Linked DNA regions of Zea mays: all the other regions are linked to region 2. Evidence: chromatin contacts called from public Hi-C data. All regions are on one chromosome and are shown on one strand. Each heading gives the region's core, a stretch centred on a gene start, on an enhancer-like site or on the middle of the called end of the contact. The rest is flanking DNA. Distances are from core to core; before and after follow the strand shown.

The links. Hi-C and Micro-C count contacts between places; a contact is called where the count stands out from the background.
Region 1: a Hi-C map of endosperm shows a contact between it and region 2, with 2.5 times the contacts expected there. The contact joins the promoter of LOC103635785 here to the promoter of LOC100274105 in region 2. A contact is called at or near these places in 2 of 25 Hi-C or Micro-C datasets (endosperm and leaf).
Region 3: a Hi-C map of tassel shows a contact between it and region 2, with 3 times the contacts expected there. The contact joins the promoter of LOC100280837 here to the promoter of LOC100274105 in region 2. A contact is called at or near these places in 5 of 25 Hi-C or Micro-C datasets (bundle sheath, ear, endosperm and 2 more).
Region 4: a contact with region 2 is called in a Hi-C map of leaf, with 8 times the contacts expected there. The contact joins the enhancer-like site here to the promoter of LOC100274105 in region 2. A contact is called at or near these places in 7 of 25 Hi-C or Micro-C datasets (bundle sheath, endosperm, leaf and 3 more) and 1 of 3 datasets of contacts at active chromatin or transcription factors (leaf).

The regions. Positions count from the first base shown.
Region 1 is chr8:120,770,081-120,773,140 of Zm-B73-REFERENCE-NAM-5.0, forward strand. It overlaps LOC103635785 (UTP--glucose-1-phosphate uridylyltransferase 3 chloroplastic), which reads left to right and starts at 1,303. Exons shown (of 17, transcript XM_008658160.2): 1 at 1,303-2,191; 2 at 2,694-2,847; 3 at 3,036-3,060. The coding sequence starts at 1,467.
Region 2 is chr8:120,911,605-120,914,376 of Zm-B73-REFERENCE-NAM-5.0, forward strand. LOC100274105 reads right to left here and starts at 1,405. Exons shown (of 4, transcript NM_001348069.1): 1 at 807-1,405. The coding sequence starts at 1,313.
Region 3 is chr8:121,043,010-121,045,802 of Zm-B73-REFERENCE-NAM-5.0, forward strand. LOC100280837 (electron transporter) reads right to left here and starts at 1,323. Exons shown (of 1, transcript NM_001153757.2): 1 at 333-1,323. The coding sequence starts at 1,301. The coding sequence ends at 552.
Region 4 is chr8:121,148,345-121,151,162 of Zm-B73-REFERENCE-NAM-5.0, forward strand. No RefSeq gene overlaps it. Among protein-coding and RNA genes, the nearest start is that of TRNAG-UCC, 4.8 kb to the left of the region's middle. Within about 2 kb of position 1,302, at least 11 of the 20 cell types and tissues checked have an H3K27ac peak or open chromatin away from gene starts, as enhancers often do. A contact at or near this core is called in bundle sheath, leaf and leaf mesophyll, where this site is marked.

The sequences.
Region 1 (3,060 bases), core at 53-2,552, 140 kb before region 2:
TCTTGGCCTTGGTCGAGTCCAGATAAACCTTGTAGTTTGTAGAATGTTCTGCAATAGAAATCTACGGAGACAGCGGTTTCAGAGCCCGGACAGGCGCCCAGGGTCGCCGGGCCCTGGGTCCGCCAGTGTTGCTGAATATTGTTGCCTTGAGATAGTGGATGCACTTCTGCATTACGCCTATTGTGTCCCCTTGGAACCGGGATGATAATGTTGTTGCTGAAGATGCCCTCCATGGCCACGGCCATCTTGAGACCCGTGGAACTGGCCAAAGCCCTGTCCTCCATCTTCGTGTCCATGTCCCTGCCCAGATCCGCGAGCGGCAGGAGGGACAAAAGAACGATGCCGTTGAAATGGTTGCTGGTAGCACCTGCTAGGAGGTGGTTTAGAGCTTTCCTGAACCTGTTTGGTTCAGTTCTTTTAGAAACTTTTCTAAAAATCTGAATGAAAGCAGAGAAAGATAAAAAAGTTCATATAATTTAGGATATAGAAAGTGACATTTTTTTATTATCACAACGACTCGGCAGATTCGATATTCATGTTGATTTTGAAAGGTTTTGACAAAAAGATTTTTATAGAAGCGGACTAAAAAGTTAGCCGTTTGATGCTAGAAGCTAAAAAAACAGAAAAAAACAGGGTCGACAGGGTCGCGCGTATCGCGACATAAATCCCTTAGGTCCCGTTTGTTTCGTTGGAATTGAATTTCATTTTAATAATTACAATTTAGACAAAACTAATTAAGTTTATATATTTATATAAGTAATATATTTGTATATCATCTTAAATTACATGAGACAGATAGTTATATACTACATTCATGTTATAACGAAGCAAGTAGAAGAGTGTGTTAGAAGTTGTACATCGGAAAATAGCATGTAAATCTATATAATCAATTTCCATCTCTCACCCCATGAATTTGAGATAGGGTTATATGATAACTTTGGAAAGTGGTGGAATGTCACATTCTAAAAAAAATAGCCTATTCAAATAGTAAGATTCCAATTCCTCAAAATGAAAGAAAACAAACGAGGCCTTAGAAAAAACACATGAGAATTCGGATAAAAGTTGGTAAATCAATTTAACAACAATTGGACTATGTTTTTTCCTTCCTCCAAACCCAATCAACCAAACACAACAAAAAATCTCAATCAAACACAACAAAAATCACCAGTCGGACGACGCGTAGCACAAGCCAATAACCATCGTCCTTTTGTCCTCGTCTCGGCTCAGCGTGACCGCGACCGCGACCCGCGCACGGCGGGCACCCGAGAATCCAGTAGGCACCGTATCGCCCGAGAGCATATGCCCGTCCGCCCCTCGGCCTTTCGCTGTCACGGTCTGCTCCTTATCCCCTCCGCGGCTCCCCCCTCCCGCTCTCGCCTCTACGGCTCTGCCCGCCGGCCCGCCCGCCCGCTCCCTCCCTCCCCAAGTCCCCAGTCCGCACTGACCACTGCCACCACCAAAAACTCATGGCCTCTCGCGCACCCATCCCTCCTGCTCCGCCCCACCTCCGCCTCCACGCCGCGTCCCTCTTCTCGCAGCGCCTCCCACTCCCTCGCGCGCGTGCCCCGCGATGCCGCGGCGGACGGAGCCGCCTCCTCTCAGCGCTGCCGTCGCCGCCCCCCTCGCCAGCCTCGCGCTCGCAGGGCGTCTCCACCGCTCCGATCGAGCGCGAACCACCGGGACTCGCGCCCACGCCCGCGCCTACCCCCGCTCAGCAGCCGCACCAGGATCCAGCGATCGCCGCGGAGGTCGCTCGCCTCTCCGCCGCCCGCGAGAGGCTCCGCGCGGCGCACACGCTCCACGAGAAACTCCGCGCGCTCGACGCTGAGCCCCGCGTCGCGGCGTTCTTCGGCGAGGAGTCCAGCCGCGGGGTGTTGGGCGTGCTCGAGCCCCGCGAGGTGCTCCTGCTGAAATGCCTCGTCGCGGCAGGACAGGAGCACGTGCTCGGCCATGAGCTCGATTGGTACGGCGGCGACGGCGGCCATCACGAGCACCACCACCGCAACGGGGTCAGTGGTGGGAGTGCCCTGCGGGATGCGCTGTATAGCCTGGCCGGTTTGGTCGGGAAGTGGACCTCGGAGGGAGTGGTGGCTGCCAAGGAGAGAAGGGAGGAAATGGAGGTGCTACCTAGACTGCTCAAGTTCCTCGACAACGTCGAGGAGTTCTACGACTGCATTGGTGGCATCATCGGGTGAGCATTCCTTTGCTTGTATGTGGGAGACTTAGTAAACGACGAAGCACACATGTTGCCAAATTCTGATACCTGCCGGAATCATAAGTTAGCAACTGAAAAGGTGCAAAGTAGTAAAAACATTTACGAGCTACGGCATCATATTTAAAATGCAGTCATACAAGAAGGTAAGTTGCATCATGTTTTGAAACTACAAACCTTCCAAGTTCCAACACATTTGGTTAACATTAACTAGATGGACCTAACAAAGGATGCAATTGGTAACACCAATTAGTAGTAGTGGGTCGTTTAACTAGTTCAATATTATCTCAGACACATTGCTTTGAAATCTGAATGAGTTGAATCAGATGAGTTTCGGGTCGACTCATTGACCCAAAAAAAAACAAGACGTGCATCCTTAGTCTTAACTTATCCCCTTAAGCCATTTTTTCGGTTTGTAATCTGTTATATCTACAACAGTATTAAAAGTATTGATGTTCTTTACTTCCTGTATCTACTTCAGCTATCAAATTATGGTATTGGAGCTCCTTTCAGCCTCTAAGGATCGCATGCACCGACCTAGCAAAGACAAGTTTGTTGATTTCCATGTTCCCAGTGGACTTAATTTATTGAAGGATAAAGAATATGCATCTCAAGCAGCTCTGTGGGGAATTGAGGTTATTTCATATACGATAATTATCTGAAATTTATGGCAAGGATATCAACACTGGTTATTGTTCTTATTTCAAGTGCAAATTACGTTCTTGGTTAAAAAGAAGTGCAAATTACATTGAATAATGTTGCACATTAAATAATGCATCTGTATTCTGTTGTAAGGTACAAACTGAAATACGATCTTTTCTAGGGTCTGCCAGAATTAGGTGAAATTT
Region 2 (2,772 bases), core at 155-2,654:
CTAGCCAGACAAAATACCTTTGTGCCAGTGTCAGTGTGTACCATGAAAGAACATATGCTGCAAATACTAATGTATGCCAGCATATTTACCAGTAACGTAAATGAAGTAACGGGTCTCCATGATCAAGCTCAAGATCGGTCGAACCAAAATAATACTAGTTTTCCTAAATATTGTTTGTGTGAGTTCAACCCTACTACAATATATGCATGTGTCTTTTTGTGTGTGTTTGCTGATCATTATTTAATTCAAAAACATGCAGTCTATTATAATTAACAAAAGCAATAGCTAATAAAATAAAAACAAAAGAAAAATGCACTAACCATGGATAATTATATATAGTTCATGAACTCATGGTAAATGTTCACCAAACGATAACATCATAAATTAACCTAAATGATCCAATATCCAACTGGTTCCAGCATGCTACAGTCATCAACGGGTTGAGATTATACAACCAGTTACAGAGGTGTAAGTTAAAAGCCCCCATTTCACTACACTCCTTACGAAGTTAGCTTACTAAATGACTTAGTAAGAGGATAGGCTTTTGGAGTCTTGATGCTTCGTCGCTTCGAGCCCTTCGATCCTCTCTAATGCAATGTGCCCAACTAGTAGGATTGTAGGAACTCGTGAGAAAAAACATACAAATGACCATAAGGAATACAGGGTCTCAAAAACTTCCATAAGAAGGAACAGCTACATGAATCCAATACCTAAAAAATTGATTGCCATTACCCCATGCCTCAGCCACACCAAATTTTACCATCCAATGCAATACCTATACACTGAGCCAAGAGGAGATAGCTCACTTCGGGCTTCGAATAGACGCCGGCGGTGCCAGTGAGGGGGTTGGCCACCTCGACGACCTCGATGACGACGTTGGTGGTGCCAGGCAGCTCGGGCGGCCCGGCGTCGAGCGTGATCTTGACGGCGTCGAAGATGTCGAGATCGTGCAGCCGCGCAGTGGCGACACTGGCGGCGCGGAGCAGGTCCTGCACGGTGGGGGCGGCGCGGAGCAGCTCGGCGACCTCCGCCTCGATGAGCTCGTCCTGCGTCTTGGTGTTGCCCTTGATGATCACGTCGTGGACGCGGATGCCCACGGGGTCGGATGACAGCCTCCGTAACACGGACTGCATCCGCTCCCGCTCCGCCGCCGCCGCCGCCGGCCCGTCCAGCTCCTCCTCCTCCTCGTATTCCTCCTCCCCATCCTCGTCGTAGTCCTCCTCGGAGAAATCGGCGTCGGATTCGGCGGTGAGCACGTGCCGCTCGGCGTCCTTAGGGTTTTGGTCGGAGGCAGAATCGGCGGCGGCTGCCATGGTTGGGGACCTTGGGGTTTGGGGAAACGGAGGGAGAACGGCTTTTCTTTTCTGCGTGTTTAGCAAGCCGTGCTGCCCGGTTCCCGTGCGGGCGTGCCGCATAACTCAGCCGAATTTGCCGTTAAGGGATAGGCCTTGGGCTTTAGCGGGCTGCAAATGCACTGAACTCACCAAATCCACTTGTGTATCGGTTGGCTGTGTGCCTGCCCACAAGATCGCGGCCCACTTAAAAATGAGAAAGTGACAATAATTTATAGCTATGTGCCTGTTTGATTAAAAAAACAATTAACCAACCGGGGGAATGCAACACTTGCAAAAATTGAGCTAAGCTTGGCCCCACCACACGGAAGCGCTCCTCCTCCCTTTGGGCAACCTCCATTGAGGCCTATAAACGCCTTCACGAGTAGAGAGCTCACTCCATTTAGGTTTAACCAACTAACGCCCAACCACCAGCGTCGCAAGCCTTTGGCTCAGCCATGCCGGACCCGGCGCGCACATCTCCAACCACCTCCGCGCAGCCTGCCTTTTATACGCCTCTCGTGTTGCTGCATGCAATGCTACTGTACTATAGCTATAGTTGTTGATGCTGACGGGTAGATGCGTGGCATGGACGTCGTCGTGGTAGCCGGGAGCTCTGACGACCATCGGCGGCGGCGGAAGGGTAGCAGCGACCACGTCGTTGCCCAGCTGCTCGAGTCGCCGCTACCAACGCCACGCCGCTCGTGCTGCGGGCGGCCAGCCGACACGCCTGCCGCGCGCCGCGGCTGCGCCGACGCGTCCCCGCGGCGCGGGCACGTGCCGTTCAAGTGGGAGAGCTCACCGGGCGTGCCCAAGAGCGCAGCGGCCGCGGCGGAGCGGGAGGTACCGCTGCCGAAGCCGCCGCCGGGACGGTGCGGCACGTGCCACGCCGCGCGTGCGCGGGCACGGGCCTACCACCACCACAGCACCGCCACCGCCGACTCGAGCAGCAGCGACCGGCAGGACGACGACACGTTCTCCGACGCGCTGGACAGGGTGTCGTCCTCCGACAGGCTCGCCCTCGCCGCGATCTCCGCGCGCCTGAGCGCCATCGACGGCGCCTTCGGGTCGCGCCGCTCGCCGAGCTTCATCATGGACCGCTTCCTCCCGGCCGCCAACGCCATCGCCACCACGTCTGCGGACAAGCACCCGAGGAGGCGGCCGTCGTCGCGCCGCTCCAAGTCCAAGCGCGACCGGGACAGGGAGGCCGAGGCCGCGGCCACGGCCACGGCCAGAGCCATAGTGGCGATGCACGTTCGGCGCCGCGCTCTCCCTTCTGAGCAGCCTATATATTCCCCGCAGCAGCCGCAGTGTGAGCGCGAAGACGCGGCGGCACAGGCACAACTCCCGTCGTGTGCCAAAGAGGACGCGCGGGGCGAGCAGACGCCCCCGAAAGCGTGCGGGTTCATGTTCTTCTTCCCCTGGAGCGCCAAGCCGGTGC
Region 3 (2,793 bases), core at 73-2,572, 130 kb after region 2:
TATACATATTTTTTCTATTCTATCTCACAAGCTAGAAAAGTAAGCCGTGCTAACTCTATGGCTCGTTAGCTTAACGAACCAAACCGAGCCAAGCTAAATCGCTAACTTAATAAGGGCCCGTTCGGTTGACGGGGAATAGAAGGCCGGAACTGTTCCGGCCCGGATTGCTTCTAATTTATATAAGTTTTGATCAACAGGAATAATTCTTGGTGCAATCCAGCAGAAACGAACGGGCCCTAAGCCAGCTTAAACTCGGATAAGCCGAGCTGACTTGATCCAGCATTACCGACAATCAATAACCGAAGAAGCAATGGAATGGATACGCAAAGATAGACGGAAAGGCAGATTAGCCATGAGCAGACCGGAAAGGAACTGAAACGGAAAATCGAAGATCGGAGGAAAGTAACTCCCACAACAAGACACTCATCATTAGTTTCAACCAAGTTTGATGGCAAGCTGAGTACAAGTAGTCCTAAGCCCGAGTAGTAAGTAGTACAGAGTACAAGCAGTCATACAGAGTTTGCGTGGAGCAGTTGGATCTCGGATCTGGATCAGGAGGCGGGGACGACGCAGCAGGCGGGACAGCGGACGAGCCCGTTCTCGTTGCACTCGGCGCAGGACCGGAACCCGCCGCCGCCCTTGAGGCTGTACCGCTTGTGGCTGCCGTGGCAGGCGGCGCAGAGCACGTAGCGCTGGGCGCCGCAGCGGGCGCAGCTGCCGCCGGACGACGCGGGGGCGACGATGCGCCGGAGCTCGCCGGCCTCGTGGAGGCGCCGCACCTCCTCGGCGCCGCCGACGTGGCGGCCGCCCACGAAGACCTGGGGCAGCGCCACGCGGCCGCGCGGCGCGTGGGGCAGGAGCGAGGCCAGCTCCGGCAGGTAGCCCGGGTCCATGGCCAGGTCGCGCTCGTCGACGGCGGCGCGGAGCCCGCGCAGAATGGCGCGCACCGCGCGGCAGTCCTCGTAGGTGCCGCGGACCACGCGGAGGGAGGTGAAGTACAGCACCACCCGCCCGCCGCCGCAGGCGCCCGGTGCTGGCTCCTTGCCGCCGGCGGGGGACTGGGACGCGGGATGCTGGATCGCGCGGAGGACCCGGAGCGCCGAGGCGGCGACGCGGAGGCGGTGGAAGACGCGCGGCGCCGGGGAGGCGGAGGAGTCCGGCGAAAGCAGGGACCGGAGGTCCTTGAGACACGGGTTGGGGATGGAGAGGCGAGGGCACGCGCCGACGGCGGTGGAGGTGGAGGCGGCGGCGCCGACGGCGGAGTCGTCAGAGCTGCGCGTCTTGACCCAGGACGGCCACATGGGGACGGAACTGGGGATCGATGTCCGCGGCGGACTCAGGCGGGAAGCGCGTCGGGACGGGAACGTGCTGCTTTGCGTTGCTGACCTCGGCCCTCGGAGTTGTGTCGTGTCGTGTTTGTGCTGTGGGACGTGGGTTTTATGAGATGGGGTGAGCTTTTGTCCAACCAAGCCCAAGCCCACTCAAACAGTTGTTATCCATTCAACATCGCTGCGGCTGCAGGCTGCGGTCATATTTAGGATGAAAACTATCAGTAAACACTAAAATTATTTTTATTTTTATATTTTTCTTGGAAACGAGATAAAAAACGGTAATTTCAGAAACAAAAGCGATATCGATAATTCGAAAACATCGGAAACAAAAGTTCGGTACGAAAATTACACATATTACGATTGGAATCTAAAATTCGATCGGTAAAAACTGTAACATGTACCTCAATTGACTTCAAATATTCACACGAGCCATACATTCATATAAAATTAGTAATAATATATAAGATAGGAGGTCACATTAAATATATAAAGGTAAGAAGTATACAATAATAAAATCATTATTATGTATTTAAATAAAGTAGAATTAAGATGTGTATAATGATATGACACTTACACTCTATTTGTACTCCTACTACTTGGCATAGTCAATATAATTAGTGTCCTCTTGGTCCTTCTTAAGTTCTCGTGCAACTTATAAATATACGTATCAAGAGTAATAACAGGTAAGAAAATATAAAAAATATTTATAAAAGTCTCAAACGATTATAAACTATATACCATTAGAATGATCTTGATTTTAGAAAAATAATAAAATTAGTTTCATATTTTTACACTCTATTTGTACTCCTACTACTTGGCATAGTCAATATAATTAGTGTCCTCTTGGTCCTTCTTAAGTTCTCGTGCAACTTATAAATATACGTATCAAGAGTAATAACAGGTAAGAAAATATAAAAAAAGATTTATAAAAGTCTCAAACGATTATAAACTATATACCATTAGAATGATCTTGATTTTAGAAAAATAATAAAATTAGTTTCATATTTTTCTAAGCTAAGATGAATCTCTACTACTATGAAGAATGTAAGGGGTAGGCTGCCACCCCGTTCTGCCCTCCTCGTCCGTTATTGTTTTGCCCGCAGCAAAAAAAAATTGCTTCAAAGCTCAAGGATTGAACCCTAGATGCCTTGAGCAGAACACTTAAGCTCCCACCCACTAGACAACTCAACTCAAGTTGGTTTACATCCTCAACTACGCTATCTAAGTGATGAGGTAATTCATGCTTAGTTTTTCATTTGGTGACCCTGGTATGTATAATTTTTTATCCACTCTGGTATTTTTAACAAAAACTTACACACTTGCAGGTGATAGACTATTGCATAAATTTAATAAAATCTCAAGATCATCTAAAGTGCCGATCTAGATGTCGTGTCCACATAAAAAATGCTTTTCAGTTCAACTTTCTAAAGCAGGACGGTGATGTTGAAACTAAAATAGATGA
Region 4 (2,818 bases), core at 52-2,551, 240 kb after region 2:
TTGTCAACGAAAACTACGTCTGAATTTAAAAAATTTAAAATTTGAATTTTGAAAACGACTTCGAAAGGAAAAACCACCAACATGAAAGTTGTAGGTATTGAAGAGTTATGAAACTTTGTAGTTGACAATGTTTTAGTTTGAAATCATCTTGTTATGCAAAACTATGTTTGAATTTTGAAATTTGAATTTTTCAAACTGTCTCGGATGGAAAAACCACCAAAATAAAAGTTGTAGGTCTTGAAATGTAATGAAACTTTGTAGTTGACAATTTTTTGATTTGAAATCATCTTATCATTGAAAATTTTGTGTGAAGTTTTTAAATTTAAAATTCAAATTTTATAAACGGTCTCGGATGTAAAAACTATTAAAATAAAACTTTTAGATCTCAAAAAGTTATGCAACTTTATAGTTGGTCACATTTTCAAATGAACTCATTTAGTGCCTTAAATAATCAAATTACTCTCGATTTGTTATAGTACATGGGGAATGGAAATCGTAATATAAACATAATTGGTGTAGTAGTGTAGTGGTATAGGAGGGTATGCGCGAGAGAGAGGTTGCGAGTTCGAATCTCACCTTTTACAAAACATATTAAGTTTGATTCAAAATAATAGTGAAAAATGATAGGGCAACGGGTAAGGTAATAGAGTAGGGTTGGAGAGTTGTTCCTAGAATTTAAAAAATATTTTGCTGTTTTTTTAATTTTTTCGATTCTTAATTTACCGAGTGTTTTTCTTTGCCGAGTGCTTTTTGACACTCGGCAAAGTCTTTGCCGAGTGTCCGAAAAAAAGCACTTGGCAAACAACCCTTTGCCGATGAAATCTTTGCCGAGTGTTACACTCGGCAAAGCCTTTGCCAAGTGTAAAATAGCCTTTGCCGAGTGTCTTAGACACTCGGCAAAGAACGTGATTCCGGTAGTAGTTCAAGGTGGTTTGGAGGTAGGAAGGACCGACCTACTCAGTCTTGCATTGTGGCCGCCGCTTCTTGTTCGATATACAAGATGACGGAGAGAAGGAGATCGACGAAGCAGCAAGAGGTTCTTTTCAGCCAGACACGTGTTCTCACGGAAAAGTTCAGGTAGTAGCTAGCTAGGCCAGCTCCCAGGTGAGGTAGGCTTCTCGAGTGCTGTCGAGAATGTTGCGGACTACAAAAAAAAACGCAGACGATACGGACGTCTCGCCTAATATTTCAACTGTTTTGACTACTTTACGAATGAAGGAAAGGACACCACCTGACCGAGCTAGCTGGCAGTGTTCCACTAACAGTCAGTCCAACGCAGTTACTCTCATCCCTATGTAAAAGGTAGGAGAGCTGAGGGCCGGAGAGAACAGTAACACACACTGTCCAGATCTGATCGATTCCTGTGTAGGCTGCCATGCATGGAAACAAAACCAAAACCGCACGTCTCTTCGTTGAGAACTAACTGCTGAATTCGCGAGAGAGGCTGCTAACTAATTAAGCGGAGATGGCACGGTAGCGTACCCACAAATCCTCGTACGGTAAATAAGACACGTCATGCATTGACGACAAAATGTCTCTGTTTCAGCTCAGCAACCTTTTTCTATCCCAGCTAGCTAGCTAATTAATCGTTTTCTTCCTCGGCGAGCTAGGTCTGATTATTAGCAGTGATCCGTGCCTAGCTTAACTTGGAAGGAAAAGGCCGGCCACTCAATAGTAGCACAACTACACGATCGACTTTTATTTCGTAGTGCAGTAGTCCAATTTGCTATATTGACTGGAATTACAGTGGGTTATATATACTCGGGTCTGATCTACCAGCTATTCATTGCACCTTATGTGCGCCGTGTTTGTCGGGGATTATAATTAGGGTACCCCCGAGACTCCTAAACTCGGCTGATAATCACCATCAGCACAAGCTGCAAAAGCCTGATGGACGTAATTCAGGCCAAGGCTCCGTCCACTCAAGGGACACGATCTCGCCCCGCCCGAGCCCAGACTCGGACAGGAACAGTAGACCCAAGTGAATTCACGCCTCGCCCGAGGGCCTCCTCAAGCAACGGGCGCACCTTCGACTCGCCCGAGGCCCAGCTCGGGCAGGCTTCGCAGTGAAGCAACCTTGGCCAGATCGCCTCGCCAACCGACCGTATCGCAGGAGCATTCAATGCAAGGATCGCCTGACACCTTATCCGGACACACGTTCCTCAGTCGGCAGGGCCGAAGTGAACGCAGTCACTTCGCCCCTCCACTGACTGACCTGACAGGAAAACAGCGCCGCTTGCCCCTGCTCCGACTGCTGTGCCACCCGCCAGGGTGAGGCTGACAGCAGCCGAGTCCAGCCTCAGGCGCCATAGGAAGCTCCGCCTTGCCCGACCCTAGGGCTCGGCCCCCGCCTCGACCTCGGAAGACGGTATCCGCCTCGCCCGACCCCAGAGCTCGGCCTCAACCTCGACCTCGGAAGACGGTCTCCGCCTCGCCCGACCCCAGGACTCAGTCTCAACCTCGACCTCGGAAGACGGTCTCCGCCTCGCCCGACCCCAGGGCTCGGCCTCAACCTCGACCTCGGAGGAATCTCCGCCTCGCCCGACCCCAGGGCTCGGACCGACCACGCTACAGGGGGTACATCATTACCCTACCCCTAGCTAGCTCAGGCTACGGGGAACAAGACCGACGTCCCATCTGGCTCGCCCCGGTAAACAAGTAATGATGGCACCCCGCATGCTCCCATGACGACGGCGGTTCTCAGCCCCCTACGGAAGCAAGGAGACGTCAGCAAGGTCCCGACAGCCCCGACAACTGTGCTTCTACAGGGCTCAAGTGCTCCTCCGACGGCCACGACATCACATGCACAGGGCACTAG